Linked DNA regions of Danio rerio: region 2 is linked to region 1. The links are chromatin contacts, called in public HiChIP or PLAC-seq maps. All regions are on one chromosome and are shown on one strand. The core of a region is the stretch at or near the end of the contact, and the rest is flanking DNA. Distances in the headings are between cores, read along the strand shown.

Region 1 (5,171 bases), core at 483-2,982:
TACCACCATAAAGCAAAATAATTGACTGCAACACGTAAAGCAAAAACCAAGAAAGCATATTTCTTTTTAGAAACGTTTTATTATGAGACTAAACTGTAGAAAATATGGAGATAAGGCATATTCTTATTTTCTGAGGGAGGCAAAACCCAGCATTGTAAAGGCAAAGTGGAACAGGCAGTGTGGAGACACAAAACACCTCCGTTTGGACAATAGCTGCATAACCTTTGATCACTCTGAGTCACATTACAATTGCAATTATTATTCCTATTAAATAAGACACGTTGGTGCTGAAATTTAAACTCTTGAGCATTACACTCCTCTAAAAGCTCCACAACCGTAAAGGGAATTGCCAGCTGCGATGCATTTGAGACTATAAGTCTGAATAAGCAAGAGGTAATGAGCAATTTACGGCAGGCTATAGGTCAAAATATACATATTAAAATGAATGTGTACAAAAACATCTATAAATCTCTCACATACAAAAATAGCTTAATATATTTCCAAAAACAACATGTTTTATACAAATAGAACTTCATATAATAAAATTCGCCAAGTTGGAAGCATATCAGAGTTTTGAGAGAGGGGTCTATCAGGGCAAACCTTCTTTGATTACATTAGCATAGGTAAAGAACAACGTTTGCTTGTTGTTGTTTTTGTATGCATGCCACGGTGTCGTGGAAAGTCTTTTTAAAATAGATTTCTTGGGCGAGTGCGCTGGAAGGACTGGATTCCCGCTCTTCCCTCTTAGTCCCTTGGCTCTTTGACACTCGGGACCCGTGGTTTGCCGGTTTGTATGGGCCATCTCTGGGTGTGCATCCGAACCGGACTGCAGCGCAAACGCAGTGCTTTGTGTTCTTGGAGGACATCCTCCCAAGCGAGTGCTGATATTTTTAAGTTTCCTAAAAAAAGAGAACAAATCTTGGTGAGCATCATGCATGAACAACCAAGTCGTATAAACACACTATAGCCAAGTAATAACAAAGATTTTGACTCATAAATACGAACCTTTTACGAACGCTCAAAACCAGTTGGTGAAGTCCAGGAGCTCTTGTTCTTCTGGACTCAGAGGGTCGTATGAGCCCTCATCCGATGAGTATGAGGATACAGGCGAACCGGCCATAGAGTTCATGTCATTAGAGTAGTTTTGGGAGATGGTGGGTGACAGGACGCCCGACTGGAATGCCGCGCTTACAGCGTCATGCTCGTCCAGAAGCTGCTGCAGCGCGCGGATGTACTCCACAGCCGAGCGCAGCGTCTCCACTTTGCTCATCTTCTTGTTGGCCGCTCCATTGGGAACGTGTTCGCGGAGGGTTGCAAAGCCGTTGTTCACAAGCTTCACCCGGTTGCGTTCTCTCTCGTTCCGTCTGGCCACCGCATGCGGCTGCTGCTGGGGTAAGCTGTAGCCGAAACCGGCGAAATTGAGTCTTCTTTTGCACCGGAGCAGCTCCGGGGAGGATGAGCGCTGCCTCTTTGCCTGCTTTGACGCGGACTTGTTGCTGCACTGGCTGTCTGTCGGGCTGAGTTGGATGCTCTGAGAGGCGAAAAAGCAAGCAGGTGGCATGAACTGCTGCTGGTTTACGCTTATTTCCATCTTGGCGGTGATGTCCATTTCGCGGAGTCAAAAAAAGGAGTGAGTCAAAGCACTAAAGTTTTCTTTGGACTGCCCAGTGGCCGTGCGTCTTGCTCGTGGCGTTCACGTGTGGCTTCAATGGGCAGGGGTGCTCCGGACTCTCGACCTGTTCTGAGTTGGGAGATGGAAACAGCGCGGCCTTTTCAATACGCCGGCGGCCCGCCGCGCGTTACCCCTGACCACGCCCCCTGAGATACGCTTGCGTTGCGTACGCCGGGCGCGTGCCGCTCCTGCCACTGAGTAAACAACTTCTCGTAAAGAATGACTAGAGGTGTTTTTCGGTTATGACAAGTGTTCCTCGGAGAACAAACACACGCACACACAATGAGCTGCAATGAAGGCATCCCATGCCCTTGCAAAATATACAAGAGCACATTTTAATTTTACTTTAGGACGCATTCATAAATGAGCCATCTGAAGATTGATCATTTTAATACATAGAAAACATTTGAGTGAAAATATAAGAACGGTGCATGTCTAGGAGTCCATTGACTGATCTAATGGATTGATTTGAATAGATCTAAATTGGATTTTATTTTTTTTATTTTTATTTTTTTATAATTTGACTATATGTATTTTTTGTTTATAGAGAACAGAAAAAACAATGTAGTTTTCACAATTAAATGTGCTGTTCAAAAACTTACCAGAAAGAAAAAAAAAACAAAGTAAAATAATTATAAACAAATATACCTAAAGGTGTTTCCCCAGATTACACTTGTTATTGACAATAGAATCGCCCATTTAACTATTTAAAATGTCGATCACTTACTTATAAAACAAATCAGAAGTTATGCAAATAAAACAAACAATGCGTAATTGATGTTGTGAATAAGACCCATTACTCCCTTCGAAATTATTCAGATGTGACTAAAAAGCAAACAAAGCACTTTTATGGCCTGAAAGTTATGAATTCACACTTGTCACCAAGTGTCTGGCCGCTGTTGTTAACGCATTACAGCCTTATAACTCTGCTCCACATAGAGAATCTTTGTCCGGGCGAGATGATTTTGGCCAGTCATTATTAGAAATCATCACAGCAGGACAGGCGGAACGGATGGGTTATTTTGTGGACGCGCATTGAGTAAAGCTCCTGACACCTTATTCACTCTATTTACTTACAGTATATCCCTCGATTAATTTCGTCTCTTTCACAGAGCACGATAATAGCACATTGCTTTCACTCAACTTTGTTTTGAATGACTTTGCCTGCGCCCGTTTTGTGTGTGCGCGCGATGCATGTGGAGTGGAGAGGGAGGGAGGGGGCAATAAATTGTGTAATTTCTCTTCGTTGGCTGAGGCATTCAAGATCAGGCCAGCATTCAAGCACCCAGCCCCCTCCAACTTTCCTTTCTCTCCCTCTCTCTTTTTTTCTCCTTCTCCTTTTTTAGCGCAGCAAGGGCGTTTAGAAAAGAAGCGTGGGTTCTATTCACTCCGGCTGGGACTCTCTGAAACATATCCACCATGCTCTGTCAGTGCATTTGCAGAGTCCAATTAGCGTTTTGTAAGCCCCTCTTTCTTTCATGATACTCTAGGCTCCGGGAAGGTTCCAGTCATTCCCGGGTGTAATAATTAATATGACATCTGGGCGTCTGAACTGCTATTGAAACACCTCTGCGCTGTCTTACAACTCGGAGAGCTGCAGCAAAATAATAAAAACAAAACGACCGAGAACAAAGCCGTTTGTTTTCACTCATAAGCCCGGGTTTGATATGCAGGATTATATTTCAATTTGTTAGCTGTTAAAACTACATTGCAAACTTGTTTTTGTTGTTGTTGTAGCTCGATCGATTCAATGACTATTCATTGGTGCGCTTTTGGAGCAGGTGCGCGGCGTTTACGCGCTGCTATTTCTGAATGATATTGGATGAGTGTGGGCTAATGAAGATGAGGCGGTCATATTCGCGAAAAAAGCGAACACCAACGATTCTTCGTTTACTGCGTGCATTTTTTTTGCAACCACACGCACGAGCGTAAAAGTAAAGGAAAGGGTTAAGCGCGCAATTCACTAGAAGTACAATAGGCTGGTATGGCATGCATTTAGTGCACACATACATACATACATACATACATACATACATACATACATACATACATACATACATACATACATACATACATACATACATACATACATACATACATGCATGCATGCATGCATAAACAGATTGCCCAATGCGTTAGAGGGTCTGCTGTATGAGTAATAAACAAACCAAAAAAGTTTTTTCCTACACAGCACATTTTAACTGAACTCATGAAAAAAAGTTATTTAGTTATTTTCATTTCATACAATTATTGTTATAATTATTGCTATTGTCACCGTCATCAATATATATATATATATATATATATATATATATATATATATATATATATATATATATATATATATATATATATATACATATTAGTTATTTATTTTCTGCAGTGATACCATATAAAACCATTTTTAGTTCTCCAAAGAAACTTTTAAATCAAAGTTTTTTCTTATGTATACTTTTAATCAATAAAGGTTCTTGGCAGTTCCATTAAGCACTTTCCAATCGCTACAAATGAAAAGACTTTTAATAATTAATTTTATAACGTTCTTAATTCAAAGAAAATAAACGACTTTTAAAAATAAAACTCCTTTATTAAAGCATAATTTAAGTTTGTTGAAGTTATGAAGTTTGTTTAATATTTATGTAATCTTATATATTCTGTTCTCAATCTAAATGTCTTCCCATTTTTTAAATTTGTTGATCACACAAACTAATGAAAAATGTACAAACAACAATAAAATAAAAAACAGTTGTAAAGCTCTTATAGTGGCTATTTGGAGAACAAAAATGGTTCATGTGGTACTGCTGCAAAAATGCTTATTTGGAAGTTTGATAAAAAAATGTAACCTTGCGTGCACTTGCAAAAAAGTTTCCTAATGGAACCACAGATGCCATTAAATATGTTTTCACTGTCTGCGCCAATAGCCTAGTGGTTAAGTGCGCTGACATATAGCACCATGGTGATAACGGTGACCAGAGTTCGATTCCTGGCTCAAGGTTCTACACAGATCCTTCCCCTCTCTCTGCTCCCAATGCTTTCCTGTCTGTCCTCAACTATGCGATCAAAATAAAACAGTAAAAAAAAAATGTTTTCTCTTAAAAAATAAGGATTCTTCTTTGACATCAACGGTTCTGTGAAGGACTACTGTATTCACCCTACATGATCTATTAAAATTCAAATAAACTTTTCGTTCCATAGAGGGTTCAAAAATACATTCTTTTTGTTATTAAAATGTATTTTACACACACAAAATAATGTTGCTTTTAGGAACTATTTACTTAAAGATTGCTTAAGAACCAAAAAAAAAAAAAAAATCTAATATGGCATTGCTGTGAACACTATATTTTGGAAACTTTATTATTAAGTGTTTTGGTCCCACTTTATATTAAGTGTCCTTAACTACTATGTACTTGCATCAAAAAATAAACACATCGTACTTACTGTGTTCATAATGTATTTGAAAACACTTGTGGTGCTCGTGAGTTGGGATAGGAGTAGGGTT
Region 2 (4,749 bases), core at 473-2,972, 230 kb before region 1:
ACATTTATTAAAATAGTTCTATCTTTTTAAATTAATTTTGCTTGGACATCCTAGAACATAAGCCTTGAATAAATCAAAATTACTCAAAATATTATTATTAATAATAAAATAATTAATTATTACTTCTGGTAATTACTTTAATTAAATCAAACATATATTATTTTCCATTCATATGTCATTTAATAGGATAGTACAGACAAAAATGAAATCTCTGACACGGTTTACTCAACCTTCACTTGTTTATAACCTATTTACAGTTATTTTGAAAAATGCTGGTTGCTGGTACCCATTGACGTCTGTAGAATTTTTCTTCCTACTATGGAAGTCTATGGGTGACAGAAACCAGCATTCTTATAAACATCTTATTTTGTGTTCAATAAAAGAAAAAAATATAAAGGTTTAAAACTACACAAGTAAGTGGTGAGGTCATTTTCATTTTTGGGTGAACTAACCCTTTACATATAACATATACCACAACCACAGGGTATTGGGGAAAAATACAAATATCAATTTTATATATAATCTGGAATTATTTATTTAATTATTTGTTTATTATAATGCCATATCAGCAACATTGGTTATATTCATGGCAAAACCTTTACAAATTATACAACAAAATAACATAAAATCATATCAGTTTCTAAACAAACATTCACTGTAAAAAAACAACATCATACAAATATTTTTCCTTTTTTATGATTTGTATTTAATATTTTTCTATAACATAAAATTGTGTGTACTAGTTTTTGGACTGTTATCGTAAGTTATTTTGTTAGATAAGCTCCAGATTTGGCTTCAGTACTGACTAATCTAATGTAAATGCACAAATACAATATTGCTTCCTAATAATATGAAATATAAAAATATAGAAAATATGAATTAAAAAATATATATATTTGTGAGGGGTGTACTTATATATGCCGAGCACAGCAAATAGACACAGACAGAAAGATATGGGGTTATAGATTCATCTTACCCAAACACGTAATATTTTCTGCCAACTCACAGCCATCAGAGCTTGGAAAATACTTGACAGTCTCTTGACTGGCTGCACCGAGAATACAAGTATGGATGGGCGCTGGGGATTTAAACACATCCCTGATCAACATCACTGACATTCACTTCCTGTGATTACAGATATACTGCACAATTTAAACATGTTTAAAGTGACCTTACCCTTTTTTGCCCCAGATTTGTATGTTGCCCATTCTGCTTCAGCTTCAGGGGAGCTTCCAAAAAAGTCACCAACACACAGCAGCAACTGAAAAACAAATCTCAGTAAACACAAACTATCTCTCTTTTCAAGTTCGTCTCTTTAAAATAAGACTCTACACGTGTAAACTCACATCAAATTGCCCGCTCTTTTTCTGGATGGCGTTCACCCGGTTGAACAAGGCATTTATTCTTCCTTCAACGTCACCACACGCCAGTCTGAGGGGGAAATAAACATTTAATCAGCGTGGAGGCAAAAAGGCACGTGAGTTTATTACTTAGGGATCTCCATCTATTTTGTTAAAGACGACTCTAAATAGCACATGTATTACATGCAGCATTCTCATAAGCCGCTTTTCAGCCCAAGTTAACACTTACACTCTTAAAGGCTTGTCTCCCATACCGAACAATACTTAAATGTTTGTTACATATGCTTAAAATTGTTGTCGCTTGTGTCTGAGCATTGGCGTTGAATTTTGTGCGTCGACAAAATAAACCCTGACAGAACGTAGAGCTAATAATGTTGTCCGGCCATTTACGAAGTATACATATTAAAGCGAAAGTTGTTTTTGGTGCTATAGATCATTAATTAAATTAGAGTGAATGTTAAAGTGTGAAACATAGGCTTTTAAAACACGGCAGTATGCATCACAAGCCTATAACGTTAAGCGCATCACGTTTCTATACGGAAGAAATAAATGTGTGACACGTTCTCTGAACGCTTCGCATCAAGCAATGATTTCTTTAGCAATTCATAGTTGTTATTCCGTAAAATTAATACATATTTCGAAGCACAATATGCCACAACATATGACAAAAGTAATTAAGAAAGTAAATCAATTTAATAAAACGTAAAAAACTAAACACATAAACATAATTGTTAATAATGACAAAATAGTAGCAGCAGTAATAGGTGTTAATGTAAAAATAATGTAATGTAAAAATAAAATGACAACAATTATTATTTTATAACGCAAAACCGTGGCTAACAAGACGTGTACGGCGTGACGTAACACTACTTACAAAACCAAAACAGGAACTGATTTACATTTGAAAACACGAAGTGCAAACTGTACAGAACAAAAATAAACTGCTATATTATGATACCACGACATTAATACCATAGGACCTGAGTTTTAAAAAATGTAATGGATCGATCAAGAATGCACATCAGCTGACTGCATAATCTGCCAAATGAAGAACATCTACACAAGCAGACGAGTTCATGAAGCATTATTATATATCATATGCAGGTCGTCCGTCTGCAATGCAGAACTTGTTTGCAAATGAAGCGGATGTTTATGGAATACATGCATGCAGATGAACTGACTCCGAATCGATGCGCTCAACATTTCCATATATAGGCTTTGGGACAGGAGCGCCTTCACGACCGCTGATCCCAGAACAGCAGCCATGACCTCCCCCGAGCAGATAATAGAGATCGTGATGGATGACAAGACGTACAATGTGAGTAAAAGCAAACTAATCGAGAAGAGCGATTACTTCCGCGCGCTCTACAGCTCCGGGATGCGCGAGTCCGCGGAGGATTCGGTGCGGCTGCGGGGACTGAGCGCGCCCGGGCTCGAGCTAGTGCTGGAGTTCATCAACACCTCCAAAGTTCAGGTGGACAACGAGACTCTGGAGGACCTGATCGAAACAGCATCCTTCCTGCAAGTCACGTCCATCCTAAAGCTGCTTCTGTCTGAAATCAAGCAGGAGAACTGCGTGGAGCTCTTCAAGCTCTCTGAGGTCTATGGGATGCACGAGCTGAGAAGGGCTTGCCTGAAATTCATGAGCTGTTATTATCATCCTATGCTGCGCAGGCCAGAGTTCAGGATGTTGGCAGCTAATGTGCGAGAACAGATCCGAGATATCCGCCTGAAAGGCACAGCCACTTTAGTAGCAATAGGGGATTTTACTCACACCTGTCTGGATTTGGCGAATCAGGATGAGCCTTGGTCCATGTTGAGGTATGGTGAGGTAGAACAACGCTGGAAACCTCTGGCCAGCAACCTTCCTCAGGATATGATCAATGTCAGGGGTTATGGATCTGCTGTGCTGGACAACTACTTGTTTATTGTTGGAGGATACAGAATGACAAGTCAAGAGATCTCAGCCGCACATTGTTACAACCCCTCCAAGAATGAGTGGAACCAAGTGGCATCTCTGAACCAGAAGAGGTACAATTCATTTCTTCAGTGGAAGGGGCCTTTAAAGCTGATAAAATTAGATATGGTCACTTTACTCATTCTCAGTCGATACAAGCAGATTTTTTTCTTAAGCATGTCAGTAGAAACAATTTTTAGCTGAAGACGTGATCCTTTATTTTTTATAAAATGCAAATCAATCGCTACAAAGACTTTAAGAGTCAAAAATATACTAAATACCTTTGGTTCCTGACAAAAAAACAAGGCCTCATGACGTTAAATGATTGGTTTGTACAAGAAATTGAACGTTATTTACAACATTACTCTTTATTCACAGCTTTGGGAAACAGTCCGGAGTGCAATCATGACAGACGTGTGGGGCAAATTTAAACTGTACATTGAGCTGACGCTGTTTGTCATTCATTTACTTTCTTATTTCCTTTATTAATCAGGGCTTGCCACAGGGGAATCAACCGCCAACTTATCCAGCACGTTTTACACGGCGGATGCCCTTCCAGCTGCAACCCATCATTAGGAAACACCCATGCACTCTCATTCACACATACACTATGGACAAATAGCTTACGTCTGCCTGTCAGGAAAACTGGAGCACCTGGAGGTTTTGTTTACATTTTTATTTTCATATAGGTTGCAACATTATAACATGCAATATAATATGCAAAATTATCAGCACAGTGGTTTTACTTACCCTCCAGTTGCACAGTGTAAAGTATGGCTGGTCTGATAAATTCTATGATATTAAATCGCGATAAAACTATCGCGCCAATAACAATGATAAGCTCTGGATTTTATTACTCTATATTGATCCATAAGCCAATCACAGAGCAGAAATGCGATCTAAAAGTGTGTCAATTTTAGAGATGTCCCTAATTTTCAGCCACTGAAAATTTATTGGCTGAAAAATATGCTATTTAATGGATAAATTATGCTATTTAATGGAACCTTTCATTTTTGTGGCTTCAGTCATTGTTGGGGTACTCCTTTAAAAACTGTAAGCATTAACAAATTATATTGAAATATTGTTATCGTTTAATATGGAGAATAATTATCCAGATAGCATTTTTGCCATATTGCCCAGCCCTAGTGTGAAGTGAAGCAACTTTCACACTGGACTCAGAAAGTGCTGCAATATAAGCCAATTCATTTCAATAGCTTGCAATAGCACTACTATGCAGCAGGTATGCAACGTTGGTAAAATGTCAACTCTCGACTTGTTTACTGTCAATAACAGTTTACAGTCAATAAAATGAAAGGTAATATTTTATTTTGATGGTACATTTGAGTATTAGTAGATTGTCTGCTTGCTTAATATATGTTGATACTGCTCCTTCAACAGACATTTAACTGACTATAAGAAACTTTGCAAGTA

The links. HiChIP or PLAC-seq counts read pairs in DNA pulled down with a chosen protein or histone mark.
Region 2: an H3K4me3 HiChIP or PLAC-seq map of embryo shows a contact between it and region 1, with 2.8 times the contacts expected there. The contact joins the promoter of cwf19l1 here to the promoter of ascl1a in region 1. A contact is called at or near these places in 1 of 18 Hi-C or Micro-C datasets (embryo) and 1 of 4 datasets of contacts at active chromatin or transcription factors (embryo).

What each region holds. Positions count from the first base shown.
Region 1 is chr4:18,002,315-18,007,485 of GRCz12tu, reverse strand. ascl1a (achaete-scute family bHLH transcription factor 1a) reads right to left here and starts at 1,732. Exons shown (of 2, transcript NM_131219.1): 1 at 1,006-1,732; 2 at 72-899. The coding sequence starts at 1,609. The coding sequence ends at 1,019.
Region 2 is chr4:18,229,313-18,234,061 of GRCz12tu, reverse strand. cwf19l1 (CWF19 like cell cycle control factor 1) reads right to left here and starts at 1,722. Exons shown (of 14, transcript NM_001044758.1): 1 at 1,591-1,722; 2 at 1,347-1,431; 3 at 1,177-1,261; 4 at 977-1,078. The coding sequence starts at 1,613. It overlaps klhl42 (kelch-like family, member 42), which reads left to right and starts at 2,261. Exons shown (of 3, transcript NM_001045136.2): 1 at 2,261-3,392. The coding sequence starts at 2,626.